Regions from separate parts of the Capra hircus genome. Here region 2 is linked to region 1. A link is a contact called in public Hi-C data. All regions are on one chromosome and are shown on one strand. The core of a region is the stretch at or near the end of the contact, and the rest is flanking DNA. Distances in the headings are between cores, read along the strand shown. Region 1 has its middle 92 kb from the start of LMX1B. Region 2 has its middle 26 kb from the start of ZBTB43.

Evidence for each region. A called contact is a pair of places that touch in the nucleus more often than the background predicts.
Region 2: a contact with region 1 is called in a Hi-C map of liver, with 3 times the contacts expected there. The contact joins two enhancer-like sites. A contact is called at or near these places in 2 of 5 Hi-C or Micro-C datasets (blood and liver).

The regions. Positions count from the first base shown.
Region 1 is chr11:97,025,691-97,032,418 of ARS1.2, forward strand. No RefSeq gene overlaps it. Among named protein-coding and RNA genes, the nearest start is that of LMX1B, 92 kb to the left of the region's middle. Within about 2 kb of position 4,336, at least 2 of the 5 cell types and tissues checked have an H3K27ac peak or open chromatin away from gene starts, as enhancers often do.
Region 2 is chr11:97,097,035-97,103,762 of ARS1.2, forward strand. No RefSeq gene overlaps it. Among named protein-coding and RNA genes, the nearest start is that of ZBTB43, 26 kb to the right of the region's middle. Within about 2 kb of position 3,752, at least 1 of the 5 cell types and tissues checked has an H3K27ac peak or open chromatin away from gene starts, as enhancers often do.

The DNA.
Region 1 (6,728 bases), core at 3,086-5,585:
TCTTCGCATGAGGTGGCCAAAGTACTGGAGTTTCAGCTTTAGCATCATTCCTTCCAAAGAAATCCCAGGGCTGATCTCCTTCAGAATGGACTGGTTGGGTCTCCTTGCAGTCCAAGGGACTCTCAAGAGTATAGATGAGAAAACTGAGGCTTGGAGAGCAGTAACTTGCTCCAGGGTGATTCTTCCCAGGAACCTGGAGTTCGGGAGGGTTTAGAGTCAAGGAGAGGGGTGGTCCCAGGAGAGGAATGTGATTCTGAGCCCACCTTACAAAGCTGGTCCTGAAGGGTGTGAGGCCTGGCTGGGTCTTGCCTCTGGAGCTCACCACTGCCGCCTTCCCTGAGAAAACTTCAGGTGTGAGGCCTGGACTGGAGCGGGTGAGGTCTGGGCAACAGCTAGGTGGAATGCAAATCTACCAGGACAGGTGGGGGTGAGATGTGTGGTCCGACAGGCATTAGGAGGGTGGTCTGAAGGAGAGCGGCTGCAGTCCCCCAGCAGGATGAGAGGGGCGCCCCCCTGGGCTCGGGCAATGCAGTTGGCTGGCCTGCCCATGGCTGACCTGCCAAATGGTTCGACGGGCACTGAAGCAGAGAATTAGGTGACCGAGGGGCTCTGCTCACTGCTCTGGGTGCAGCCAATGGGGGTGTTCGCTGTGCGCCCCACATTGTGCTGAGCCTCACATGTCTTGTTCCACTTTCTCCTCGAAGCCCTGTGGGGCGGGAACAATCGCCACGTCCACTTGACCGTGAAGTCCCTGCTCTCCGCAGTTCCTCTCACCCTGCCGGGCCAACGCTGCTCTCCTCAGATGCCCTCTTTGGCCTCTGAGTGTCCCAGACCCCATGGCAGGCAGACCTTGACCCTGGGCACTGATGGATGGACAGGGGGCTCTATGTATGGCTTTGACTGCAGGGCAGCCCCTGGGGCTTAGAGACAGCCCCGTGATTGCTCATCCCTTTTGGTCTTCATCCTTTGCACAGCAGACCCTCCCAGGACCCATGCCCGTAGGGGGAGAAGATAAGAAGGAGCTCGGAGAGGAGCACCAAGGCCTCAAAGCTGGGGAGGGGGGCTCATAAGCTGTGCCTGGGAGATCAGGGGAAGCCTCCTGGAGGAGGGAGCAGCACAAGTGCTCAGAGGTGGGAACTGCAAGAGGGACCAGTGAGACGGGGCATACCCAGGGTCCCAAGGCCAGAGACGGCAGGGGGTGAGATGCCCTCGCTGGGCATGCCAGGGGCAGGCAGGCACCCCACGCTCCCGATTTAGCCGAGAATAAACTTGAATAATAGGGTATATGTGAAGCACCTATACGTGGCATGCGTGCTCTGTCACTTCAGTCGTGTCTGACTCTTTTGCGACCCCATGGACTGTAGCCCGCAAGGCTCCTCTGTCCGTGGGATTTTCCAGGTAAGAATACTGGAGTGGGTTGCCATGCCCTCCTCCAGGGGGTCTTCCTCACTCAGGGATGGAACCCATGTCTCCTGCACTGCAGGCAGGTGCTTTACCACTGAACCACCGGGGTAGCCTATTTGTGGCCTAAAGAGGAATCATAAAAATAAAAAACCTCGGGACCCGTTCCTTCGATAAAGGAGATATAACTTTTAATTCATTGAAGACCATGATGTGCCCCGCCTTGGTTCCAGAAACCCCTATCGCTTCATTTGAAAAATTCTCATCCCAATCGAAGCCAAATCAACCATGGAATGAAGCTCAGGAAGTTCCTAGCACAGAATCTATTAACAGCAAGAAAGGGCAGAAGTCCCTCACGCAGATCTCCTGTCTGCACAGAATATCCAGGCGCCTTTCTGTGGGCAGCACCCTACTTTCATTCCTTACGTCCCCTGGGGGTACTTTGCTATTGAATACTAAATCCCCAAAACATACTGGAAGCTCATTTGAATTTTTCTTCTGAACCTGCAGTCATCCATCAGGCCACGAGGTGGCGACCGGTAGTCAGGCAGGTGAGAGCTGAAACATGGGTTAGGCTCAAGAGAGGATGCAGAGATGATGCAGGCTTCAGATCATGGCCAGAGAAGGGAGGAGGGAAGAAACTCTCCTTCTGGGTCGTTTCTGCAAGCCCCATGCGAGAGCTTTACATGGACGATGCCACGCATTCTTCAGCATTCCAATTTTATAGAACAAGAAAGTAGGCTCAGAGACGTTAAGGAATACTCCTGAGGCCAGCACAGCTCGGAAATGGCAGAACTGGGATTTGAACCAGAGCTGGGGCAGTGACAGAGACAGAGGAGGAGGAAAATGAGGGGAAAGGGAGGGGAGAAGAGCAGCATCTTCTTGCTTCAGAGATTCCCAGCCTTGTTGGTCTGTCTGACTCCTCACACTCACCTGCGAGGCACCTTCTGGCACTACCCCCATTTTATTGATAAGGAAACTGAGGCTCAGGGAGTGGTGTATGCCCTGGCTCCTGGGGAATCAGCCCTCCCTGAGCCCAGAGGGAGGCGCACAGGGGTGAGGGGAGGACTGCCAAGCACCCCACCGCCCCACCGGGCCCCTTCCCCTGCACCCCTCCTTCAGGACCCAGGAAGCCTCGTTTCCAGGCACACAAAGGGGACCCCCTCACCAGGGCAAGATCCAGCTCCAGCCTCAGTGTGCAGTGACCCTTGTGGATGCTTCCAGAACATAGGATACAGGTCAGAGTTGGGGGCCCCGGATGTGAGGGTCAGTATCTCATTCTGATCATTTCAGTCCCTGTGGTCTGCCAATGAGGGGGCAACTGTTCTGGTGGGTGCCTGGGGCTCTGGTGTCTGACGGGACCCCACCCTGTCCAGCTTCAGAGAATGGGAAGTGAGTGTAACGTTGTCAAGTTCCAGTCCCAGCTCTGCCACTCGCTGGCCACGTGACCTTGGGCAAGTCACTTAACCACCCCGCAGCCTTGGTTCCTTTGTGAACTGAAGGATGAGCACAGAGCCATCGTGAGGGTCACATGAGCAAGTGAACCAGGAGCTCAAACAGTGGGCCTGACTATTCATGGATACCCCTCCCTCTGCCTAGCCCGGAAGCTAACTCAGCCCAGAACACTGAACCAAGAGGGGCCTAAGGGCCTTGAAAAGTCAGCGTTCGTCGCTCAGCTGAGCCCAACTCTTTGTGACCCCATGGACTGTCCACCAGGCTCCTCTATCCATGGCATTCTCCAGGCCAGAATCTGGAGTGGGTCACCGTGCCCTGCTCCAGGGGATCTTCCCAACCCAGGGATTGAGCTTCAGTCTCCTACATTGCAGGCAGATCCTTTACCATCTGAACCACCAGGGAAGCCACTGGAAGAGGTGGATGTGGGGTGGTCTTCGGCACTGACAATGGCAAGGCTCCACCTGCCCGTTAAAGCTGCAGTGTAAAGCTCTCGCGTGGGGCCTGGCATGACAGGGAAGCTTCCAGGAGCTGGGCTTCCTGGGGCACCAGCCTTCCTTCCCCCATGCTCTGAGACTAACAGACACCTGGGCCTCCCATGGCCTCCAGCGCCATTCCAGAAGGGGCACTGGGGCACAGTCAGTGGGAGCTTGTCCCTGCCAGTCAGCCAGGCCTGAGCCTCAAGGCACAAGTTACAGGGATGTTGGTAGCTATGTCATCTGAGGTCTTGGCCATGAGTACCTTCCTGGTCCCCTCTGGTCCCATACACACGGAAGGGAATCCTCTCTGGTTCACCCACAGCTGAAACTGGGAGGCTGTGCTGCAGGGCCAGGCAGTGGGGGTACTTCATAAGCAACAGTGTTCAACTGAAAAAGTGAATTACGGGTGCCGAGTTACTAACGAGCAAATAATCAAGTTATACCCATCAGAAAAATGTCCACAAACAGAGTGACTGTGACATGAGCAGAAACCTGCTCTGCAAAGCAAAGTGAAGCTGCAACTCTGGAAGAAAGCAACTTACTGCAACAGGTCTTTTTTGCTTGTAAAAATACTCTGCCAACAATAAGTCATAATGCTAACAGTGACGATAACCAGAATAACGATAGCTGCTGAGTCCTGAGTACTTATCATAGGCCAGTGCCTCTAGATATGATCTCATTGCATTTTCACTCAAAGTATTATCATCCCCATTTTACAGATGAACATGCTGAGGCTGACAGGTGGAGCCTGTTCAACTTCACAAAGCTGGTGAGTGGCAGATCCTGAGAGCAACTCACCAGTGTAAACAAGCAACTCTGCCTACAAGGAAGACCAGGACAGACCGGAAAAGCCCCAAATATTACACAACTCTGCCCTTCTGAGGGGGTGGGGCAGACTTCTCCAGACCAGGCTCCAAGCCAAGGAGTGCCTTGGAATGGCCGGAGAGACAGAGGCGGAGGCTGCGTCCCAGGACAACAGGAGTGAGGATTCAATAGCAGGGCCAGAGGTGTGGCCGGTCCTAAGCTGCCTCCCAGGTGCTGGCCAGCAGGTTGGCTCAGACAGGCCAGGACAAGAGAAGCAGGGAGAAAGGGAGACTGCCAGCCAGAATGCACCCTCCCTCTCATGGCTGGCCCCGCCTATCACAGACAGGACTTCTGCCTGTGCGTCATTGCCTCATGCTGTCCAGAAGGGAACAGCAGAGCTCAGAGTGGTGCAGCCACTTACTAAATTCACACAGCCAGTCTAGATTAGGAACCTAGAAAGTTGATGAACCTCAGGCAGGTCAGAAGAAGAAGCAGGAAGAAGTAGGGGTCGTCTATTTGGGAGGCCAGTAGAGAAGCAGATACAGGAGCTGAGCTGGAGGCTGGACCAGGATCCCTGGGAGCCTGGCCATACTCCCTGAACCCTTTCTAAATCCCTCGGAAAGGTGGGCACCTGAGGTTACTGCTCAAAGCCACCTGCTCAGGAGTGGGCCTGGCCAGCAGCACCATGGTAGGGTGGACTCTCCTCCCACTGAGCAGGAAGACCATTAAGATAAACTACTGAGGTTTTCCCCCTGCAGTTTTTACTTTACATTAGTTGGCTGCTGTGTTGCTTGATACAATAAAGTTTATGATTATCTTTCCCAGGAAATGTACCTTTCTTCATTAGCTAATGTTCCTCTTTGTTCTGTTTAATGGTTTTGGTCTTGAATTGTGCAATGATAATAATGTTGGTACCCCTACATTCTACACGTGTGTGTGTGTGTATGTGTGTGTGTACTTTCAGATCAGTTCAGTTCAGTCCCTGTCATGTTCGACTCTTTGCGACCCCATGAACTGCAGCACACCAGGCCTCCCTGTCTATCACCAACTGCTGAAGTCTACCCAAATCCATGTCCATGAGTCAGTGATGCCACCCAACCATCTCATCCTCTGTCATCCCCTTCCCTTCCTGCCCTCAATCTTTCCCAGCATCAGGGTCTTTTCCAATGAGTCAACTATTTGCATCAGATGGCCAAAGTATTGGAGTTTCAGCTTCACCATCAGTCTTTCCAGTGAACACCCAGGACTGATCTCCTTTAGGATGGACTGATTGAATCTCCTTGCAGTCCAAGGGACTCTCAAGAGTCTTCTCCAACACCACAGTTCAAAAGCATCAATTCTTCGGAGCTCAGCTTTCTTTACAGTCCAATTTTCACATCCATACATGACCACTGGAAAAACTATAGCCTCGACTAGACAGACCTTTGTTGGCAAGGTAATATCTCTGCTTTTCAATATGCTATCTAGGTTGGTCATAACTTTCCTTCCAAGGAGTAAGTGTCTTTTAATTTCATGGCTGCAATCACCATATGCAGTGATTTTGGAGCCCCCCACCAAAAAAGTCAGCCACTGTTTCCACTGTTTCCCCACGTATTTCCCATGAAGTGATGGGACCAGATGCCATGATCTTAGTTTTCTGAATGTTGAGCTTTAAGCCAGCTTTTCCGCTCTCCTCTTTCACTTTCATCAAGAGGCTCTTTAGTTCTTCTTCACTTTCTGCCATAAGGCTGATGTCATCTGCATATCTGAGGTTATTGATACTTTTCCCAGTAATCTTGATTCCAGCTTCTGCTTCCTCCAGCCCAGCATTTCTCATGATGTACTCTGCATATAAGTTAAATAAGCAGGGTAACAATATACAGCCTTGACGTACTCCTTTTCCTATCTGGAACCAGTCTGTTGTTCCATGTCCAGTTCTAACTGTTGCTTCCTGACCTGCGTACAGGTTTCTCAAGAGGCAGGTCAGGTGGTCTGGTATTCCCATCTCCTTTAGGATTTTCCACAGTTTATTGTGATCCACACAGTCAAAGGCTTTGGCATAGTCAAGAAAGCAGAAACAGATGTTTTTCTGGAACTCTCTTGCTTTTTCCATGATCCAGAGGATGTTGGCAATTTGATCTCTGGTTCCCCTTCCTTTTCTAAAACCAGCTTGAACATCTGGAAGCTCACGGTTCACGTATTGCTGAAGCCTGGCTTGGAGAACTTTGAGCATTACTTTGCTAGCGTGTGAGATGAGTGCAATCATGCAGTAGTTTGAGCATTCTTTGGCATTGCCTTTCTTAGGGATTGGAGTGAAAACTGACCTTTTCCAGTCCTGTGGCCACTGCTGAGTTTTCCAAATTTGCTGGCATATTGAGTGCAGCACTTTCACAGCATCATCTTTCAGGATTTGAAATAGCTCAACTGGAATTCCATCACCTCCACTAGCTTTGTTTGTAGTGATGCTTCCTAATGTCTGGCTCTAGGCGACTGTGAATGATCACACCATCATGATTATCTGGGTCATGAAGATCTTTTTTGTACAGTTCTTCCATGTATTCTTGCCACCTCTTCTTAATATCTTCTGCTTCTGTTAGGTCCATACCATTTCTG
Region 2 (6,728 bases), core at 2,502-5,001, 71 kb after region 1:
CTTGTCACCAAAGCTTGAGAGCATGCTCTTATGGACTGTGTAGTCTTGAGTCTTTTTCTTTTTAACCTGCTTAATTTGATAGGAAAAAAGGAAGGAAGGGAGAGAGCGGGTGGGTGAAGTGGGAGACGAGGCAGGTGATGGAGTCCACAAGATTTGGTGACCAATGAGATGTGGAGAAGGCTTCCCCAGTGGTTCAGCGGTAAAGAATCCACCCTCACTGCAGGAGCCGCAGGAGATGCGGGTTCGATCCCTGGGTTAGGAATATATCTTGGAGTGGGGCATGGCAACCAACTCCAACATTCTTGCCTGGAGAATCCCATGGACAGAGGAGCCTGGCAGGCTACAGACCCTAGGGCCGCCAAGAGTCAGAGATGACTGAAGTGACTTAGCACTCACAGAAATGTGGAGAGGGGAAGCCACGGAAAAGTCGGAGATAAGTATTAAGCTGCCCCTGGGTGGATGGTGGGATGGACAACTAGTGGGAAAAACAGTCTGGCATAAAGGTGACGAGTTCAGTTTTGGCTTCTCTGAGTTTGAGGTACACGTGAGGCATCCGGGAGGTCAGATGTTAGGGGATCAGCTGTGTTTGCAGAGCTGAAGCTCAGGAGAGAGGCTTGGGCTTCAGAGGGGAAGAGCTGAAATCAGTTCCTGATCCTGATGTGGAGGGAGCACTGCAGTGTGGAGGGCGCGTTTCGGGGAGCCCCCAGCATTCTGCATCCCATGCTCTCAGCTCCCCAGTGATTTCAGCTGCAGCTGTGGTGGACAGTTCCATCCAAGCTCAGACTTCCCTGGCTGGCAGGCTCCTACCTCAAGCACACACCACGTGTCTTGTCTTCTGCTCCACGGCTGTGTGTTCATCCTGTATTCAAGTGAGCCCTGGGAAATGCAGGGAGTTAGCATCTGTTCTTACCTGGAGAATCCCAGGGACGGGGGAGCCTGGTGGGCTGCCGTCTATGGGGTCGCACAGAGTCGGACACGACTGAAGCGATTTAGCAGCAGCAGCAGCAGCCTTGCAGACACCCTCCCCCAGTGGAGGCAGGTGTCCCATGGGTGGGTGAGCAGGAGGACGCTTCCTTTAACAGGCTGAACGCGGATTATCTGCACAGTCCTGGAATCCTTGACCCCCGAATCCTCTCCACAGAGCCTGGATCTTTGCAAAACAGTCTCCTGGAGGCTGTGCAGTCTGGCTCCTCCAAATGGGAAGGAATGAAGGAGGGAAGGTAGGTTTCCAGTCCAAGATGACATTCTGCCCCTCCTCTGCCATCAGTGCCCCTGCCTTCTTCCCTGCTCTGTACTGTCTCCAGGGCTGGTGAACAGGACCTCCTGCAAACCCAGGAGGGCCCTGTATCATCCCCGGAACGTTCTCCCATCCCCATCTCACAGTCTCACTTATCTTGCCTCAACTGCAACAGCGCCACCTTCAGGTCATCCTGAAGTATTCAAACCCCATAAAGGGTCTGGATTACAGTCCGGGTTGGGAGGTGGGATGGCAGAGGCGGGGTTTACACGGGAAGCAGATTGTTTGGGGCAACTCCCTACACCTCTGGGAGCCCTGTTGCAAAATGCTCATTGGCAATATCTCAATGGGAGACTCTGAGGATAGAGTGAGATAACCACATAACTCACGGAGAACCGGCCTGGTACCCAGAGAGAGCCCAGTGACCAATTCTGTTATAAGGTAGGATGAAAAGCTTGTTGAAGCTTCCCAGGTGGCTCAGTGGTGAAGAACCTGCCTGCCAATGGAGAAGATCCCTGGGTCTGGAAGATCCCCTGGAGAAGGGAATGGCAACCCACTCCAGTATTCTTGCCTGGGAATCCCATGGACAGAGGAGCCTGGGCTACAGTCCATAGGGTTGCAAAAAGTTGGACACAACTGAGAGATTGAGCATGCACATATGACGTGCTTGTTGGCCTCATTTGGAAAAAAAACAAACAAAAACAAAAAAAAACATGGAAGTCCTTGACTCCTTTTGCTTTGATTCTTTGCTTTCTTTGCTTTGGACCACAAAGGCACAGCATTCAATTGCTCACAACTGTCAGTTCAACTCAGTGATTCCCAGTCACGCACAGGTCCTCTTGTGTCTTTGTTTGCTTTGCTTTTGCCTCTTCCATCCTCTTTCTTGAACTCCCTGCCTTCCCTCGCTCCTCTCCCCACGGGGAAATATTCTTATGTTGTCGTCTGTGAGCGTGTTAGCCTTGAGAATATATATTGCAGCATATATAAGCCGTACCTGCCAGACACCTTGTTTGGCATTACCTTTTTACGACCTGCCCATGTTAATACACATCATTCTAATTCATTCCATTGAACCCTGCCTGGTGTTCGTCATTTGCATATGCCGCCTGTGATTTATCTACTTCTTTTTGAGTAGACATCTTGGGTGTTTCCAGCCCTTGGCTATTACCAGCAAATACTTAGAGGACTATCACTGGGGAAGTCTCTTTGTCTGCCTGGGTGAGAGATGCTCTGGAGGACGTGATCAGAAGTGGAATTGCTGGGATATATGCCTTCCACACTGGCCCCATAGCTCACCCTTCCACTAGGACAAGGATTCCTAGGTCTCCACGTCTCCACCAACACCTGCCCATCAGACGGTTATAAAGTGGAGCTCAGGACTTCCCCGGCTGTCCAGTGGTTGGGACTCTGTGCTTCCACTACAGGGTGCTCACATTCAATCTCTGATTGTGGAACTAGAATCCTGCATGCCATGAAGATTGGCCAAAAAAATAAAATTAATTGGAGCTCATTGTCACCCTCCTCTCTTTCTCCAACCTATCTGTCCCTCCTTCATGTGCTGGAGAAGGAATGGATGAGGTCTCCTAGATGCCACGTATTCTGTTACCTTTGAAGATAAGTGGCTCCAGCTGCTGGATGTCCTCAAACCCCGTCACTTGTTATCATCCACGCACAAGGAACCAGTAGAACAAGCAAAGACGCACGAGCCTAAAGATGTACCAAAGTGTGTGGCCAGCCCCAAGATGGCCCTGAAAACTCCATCCATTCCAACAGTGTCAAATCAGCCCAACAAATGCAGCTTGCCTGCCCACCCCTTCTTTCTCAGAAGTAGACATTCAGGGCAAACAACAGTGGCGTGGGTGGTTTTGTTAGGGCTGCTGCTCTGAGCCCCCATTAGCAATGCTCTTGGTGGTCCCTGAGGTATAAAGGGCCATGCAGCCTAGGATAAGCTAGGGTCTGGGACGAGGTGGCCATGTTCCCTTCAAGCTCAAATTCCTCCAAGTCTCTGCAGTGTGTTTGCTTAGAGGATTTCGGAGGTAACAGAATACGTGGCATCTAGGAGACCTCATCCATTCCTCTGGAGTCAGAATGTCCTGGGTTCCAGCCCCAACTTACGTCACAGGACTACCGCAGATGCCAAAGGTACAGGACATGCGAAGTGCTGGGCTGGCTTCCAGGCACACGCTAAGCCTCAGATGGCCATCTGTTGTCCAGAGCAACCCACAATGCACGAAATACACTCTCCACTTTACAAATTATAAAATATGTAATTTTATATACCCAGAGAGGCTGAGCTACTTTTTTGGAGAGCAGAATTCAAACTCAGGTCTGTCTGTCTCTGTTTGTTTCCCTCTTCTGGGGAAACTTCACTGATTCCTGTCCTCTGCAAGGACCTTGGGCTGAGGCTGGCATTAGATGCCTCCATGGGACTCCAGGTCCTGGATTCAGTGGGGACAAGCCCGCTGGGCCATCTTGGCAGGAGTTCCTCAGGGAGTGGGAGGCCCAGGGCAGGCCTGGGCCCCGGCTGGGCGACAGGAGGCTTCCAAGTGTTGGGGTAGGCAGCAGCCTGGCCGGTCTCCAAGCACATTCAGAGCCAACCCAAGGGAAACCCCAATTCTGTCCATGCCGGCAAGCCTGGGGCAGAAGCATTGGAGACATTAAATATTAAATGCATCGGCTGGCTTCCAAACTTGGTAATTAAAACTCTTATTTCATATTTTACACAGGATGGACACGGAGGTCATGGGGCTGCTCTAAGAGGTCTCATAGCTCCCTTGTTCACAGATGAAGTGGCTCTTCTGAGGAAAACCTCGCTGTCATTCGGGACCCACACTGCCCTATTTATAAAGTGATTTCCTGGGAGGTCTTCCAGAGAGGGTAGGGCCCATTCAAGACTCCCAGCTGGGTCTCAGGCTTTCTTTCTGCTTCTCCGAAATAGGCCTGCATTCCCAGGAGCCTGCAGAGGGTCTAGCCTCAAGCCCCTCAAGTCTGATGCAAGGGCAGCCCAGGGAGCTAGAGTTGGCTCTGAAAATGGGGAAGGAGAAGAAATAGCCGAGGGAGGGCTGCAGGGAGGGTCCTAGGGAAGGGGACCCGTCCCTTAGCCTCTAGCGCCATCTGCTGACCATGTGCTGAACTGCAGCACCCTGGATGCCACCTGGAGACCTCGCGGGAGCTCTGGGCTGGGTTGAAAACAGGGGATCAGTGAAAATCAGGGCTGATGCTACAGGGAACAATTTTTAAACACAATTTAGTTTTGTGAATTTTTCACTCGGTCATTCTCTGAGGTCAAGAGCTAAATAAGACTCAGACTTGGATCTCTGGGGACCCAACCCAGCTTGATAACCAGGATATGCATGGAAATCAGCATGTGGTGAGCACAGGCCTCCACAATTTACATTAGTTATCTCACTATGCGTGCCCATTTGACAGATGAAAACACTCAGCAGCGGACAGAAGACCCCAAAGCCAGATTACTCCCCTGCGCCCAGCCCCATCGTCAATATTTCTGCAAGGCCTGACCCTTTCCACCTCTAAAACATACCATGAGCTTTCTTCTTTTCCCCATTGTCATTCTTACCTTCTCGGTCCAAGCCATTCTCACCTCTTCCCTGGACAAAGACTTCTCCCCAGGGCCTTCGCAGGAGGATTTTAGCAGCTCCAGCCTCGCCCTCTACCAACTATGCTTCACAAACAGCCAGTGGGATCTTAGGACGGGAACTGAATCACACCCATCCCTTGCTCAAAAACTCTGATGGCTCCCATTGCCTTTAATATAAAATCTAGGGCTTCCCCGGTGGTCCAGTGGTTAGGAATCTGCCCGCCAATGCAGGAGACATGAGTGCGGCCCTGGTCCAGGAAGATCCACACGTTGAGGGGGAACTAAGCCCGTGGACCACAACTACTGAAGCCTGCATGCTCTAGAGCCCACAAGCCACAACAAGAGAAGCCCCCCACACCGAGCAGCCCAAGCAGCACAACTAGAGAGTAGACCCACTCACCACAGCTAGAGAAAGCCCGCATGCAGCAACAGAGACCCAGCATGGCCAAAATAAGCACTGAATTAAAAAATCTCAGCTCCTTGCCAGATTTAGAAATGCCCTGATGTGGTGTTCTCACCAGCCTCAGTTCATGCCCCTCTCTCCACCCTCTGCTCACTCCACAGCAGTCATGTGCGCTTCCTCAAACATGCCAGATTCTTCCTGAGCTCAGTTCTTTCGCAGATGCTGTTCACTCCACCTGGAATGCTGTTCCCGTCACTTCTTCTCTCTGAATTAGAAGTTCTCCATGTCATGGAACACCCCAGGCCTTTCCTGACCACACTCTCTAAAGAACACCTGCCCGATTGCCCAGTTATTTTCTAACCAAGTCTTTTGTATTTTCTTTATCGAACTTCTTGGCACTTGCAACAACTTTTTTATTTGCTCATTAACTTTTAAAAGCTGTTCCCCCAACTGGAATGAAAATTCTGAGCAGGCAGGGAGCAGATGAGCTTTGTTCATCATAGCACAAGGCCTACCAAATAGTAGGCACCAAATAAATACCTGGCACCAAATGCAGGTATAGAGCATCAGAGAAGGTTTCTTGAGGAAGGGACATCTACGCTGAGACCTGAAAAATGGATAGGAGTAACTCAGGAGAAAGTGAAGAGGCAGAGGAGCCTGGAGGGCTACAGTCCATAAGGTCACAAGGAGTCAGACACGACTGAAGCACCTTACCACGCACACAGCTAGGCAGAAAGGGGAGTGACAAGGAGGAGCTGAGAAATGGAATATTTCCTGCCACATCAATCGCTTCCCTGGTGACTCAGATGATTAAGAATCTACCTGCAATGCAGCAGACCCCGGTTTGATCCCTGGGTCAGGAAAATCCCCTAGAGAAGGGACTGGCTACCCACTCCAGTATTCTTGTTTGAAAAATCATATGGACAGAGGAGCATGGTAGGTTACAGTCCACGGGGTCACAAAGAGTTGGGCACAATTGAGCAACTAACACTTTTCACCTTCAGTAAACAAAGATGTCACAGTCATCAGCAATTGCAGCCACCAGGATGGTGAGCTGGTGAGCCCTGAGGGAACTCCAGAAGGAAAGAACACCTGCCCTCCAGCAACCACCAAACTGCAGCCACTCCCTATGATGAGTCCTGAGGAAATTCGGGACGTGAAAACACAGGATACTGGCCTCAGACAGCTGAGGTGCATATCAAAAGAATGATTTCAGAGAGCCCAGACTCCTGCGTCTTTCCATGCATAGAAAAACACTACGTTGCTTAACTTGAGATATCTAGCTTCCTTTAATTCACAATAATCTTTTGATTATTAATCCTTGGAAGAAAAGCTATGACCAACCTAGACAGTATATTAAAAAGCAGAGACATTACTTTGCCAACAAAGGCCCATCTATCTAGTCAAAGCTACGGTTTTTCTAGTAGTCATGTATGGAAAAGAGAGTTGGACTATAAAGAAAGCTGAGCACCGAAGAATTGATGCTTTTG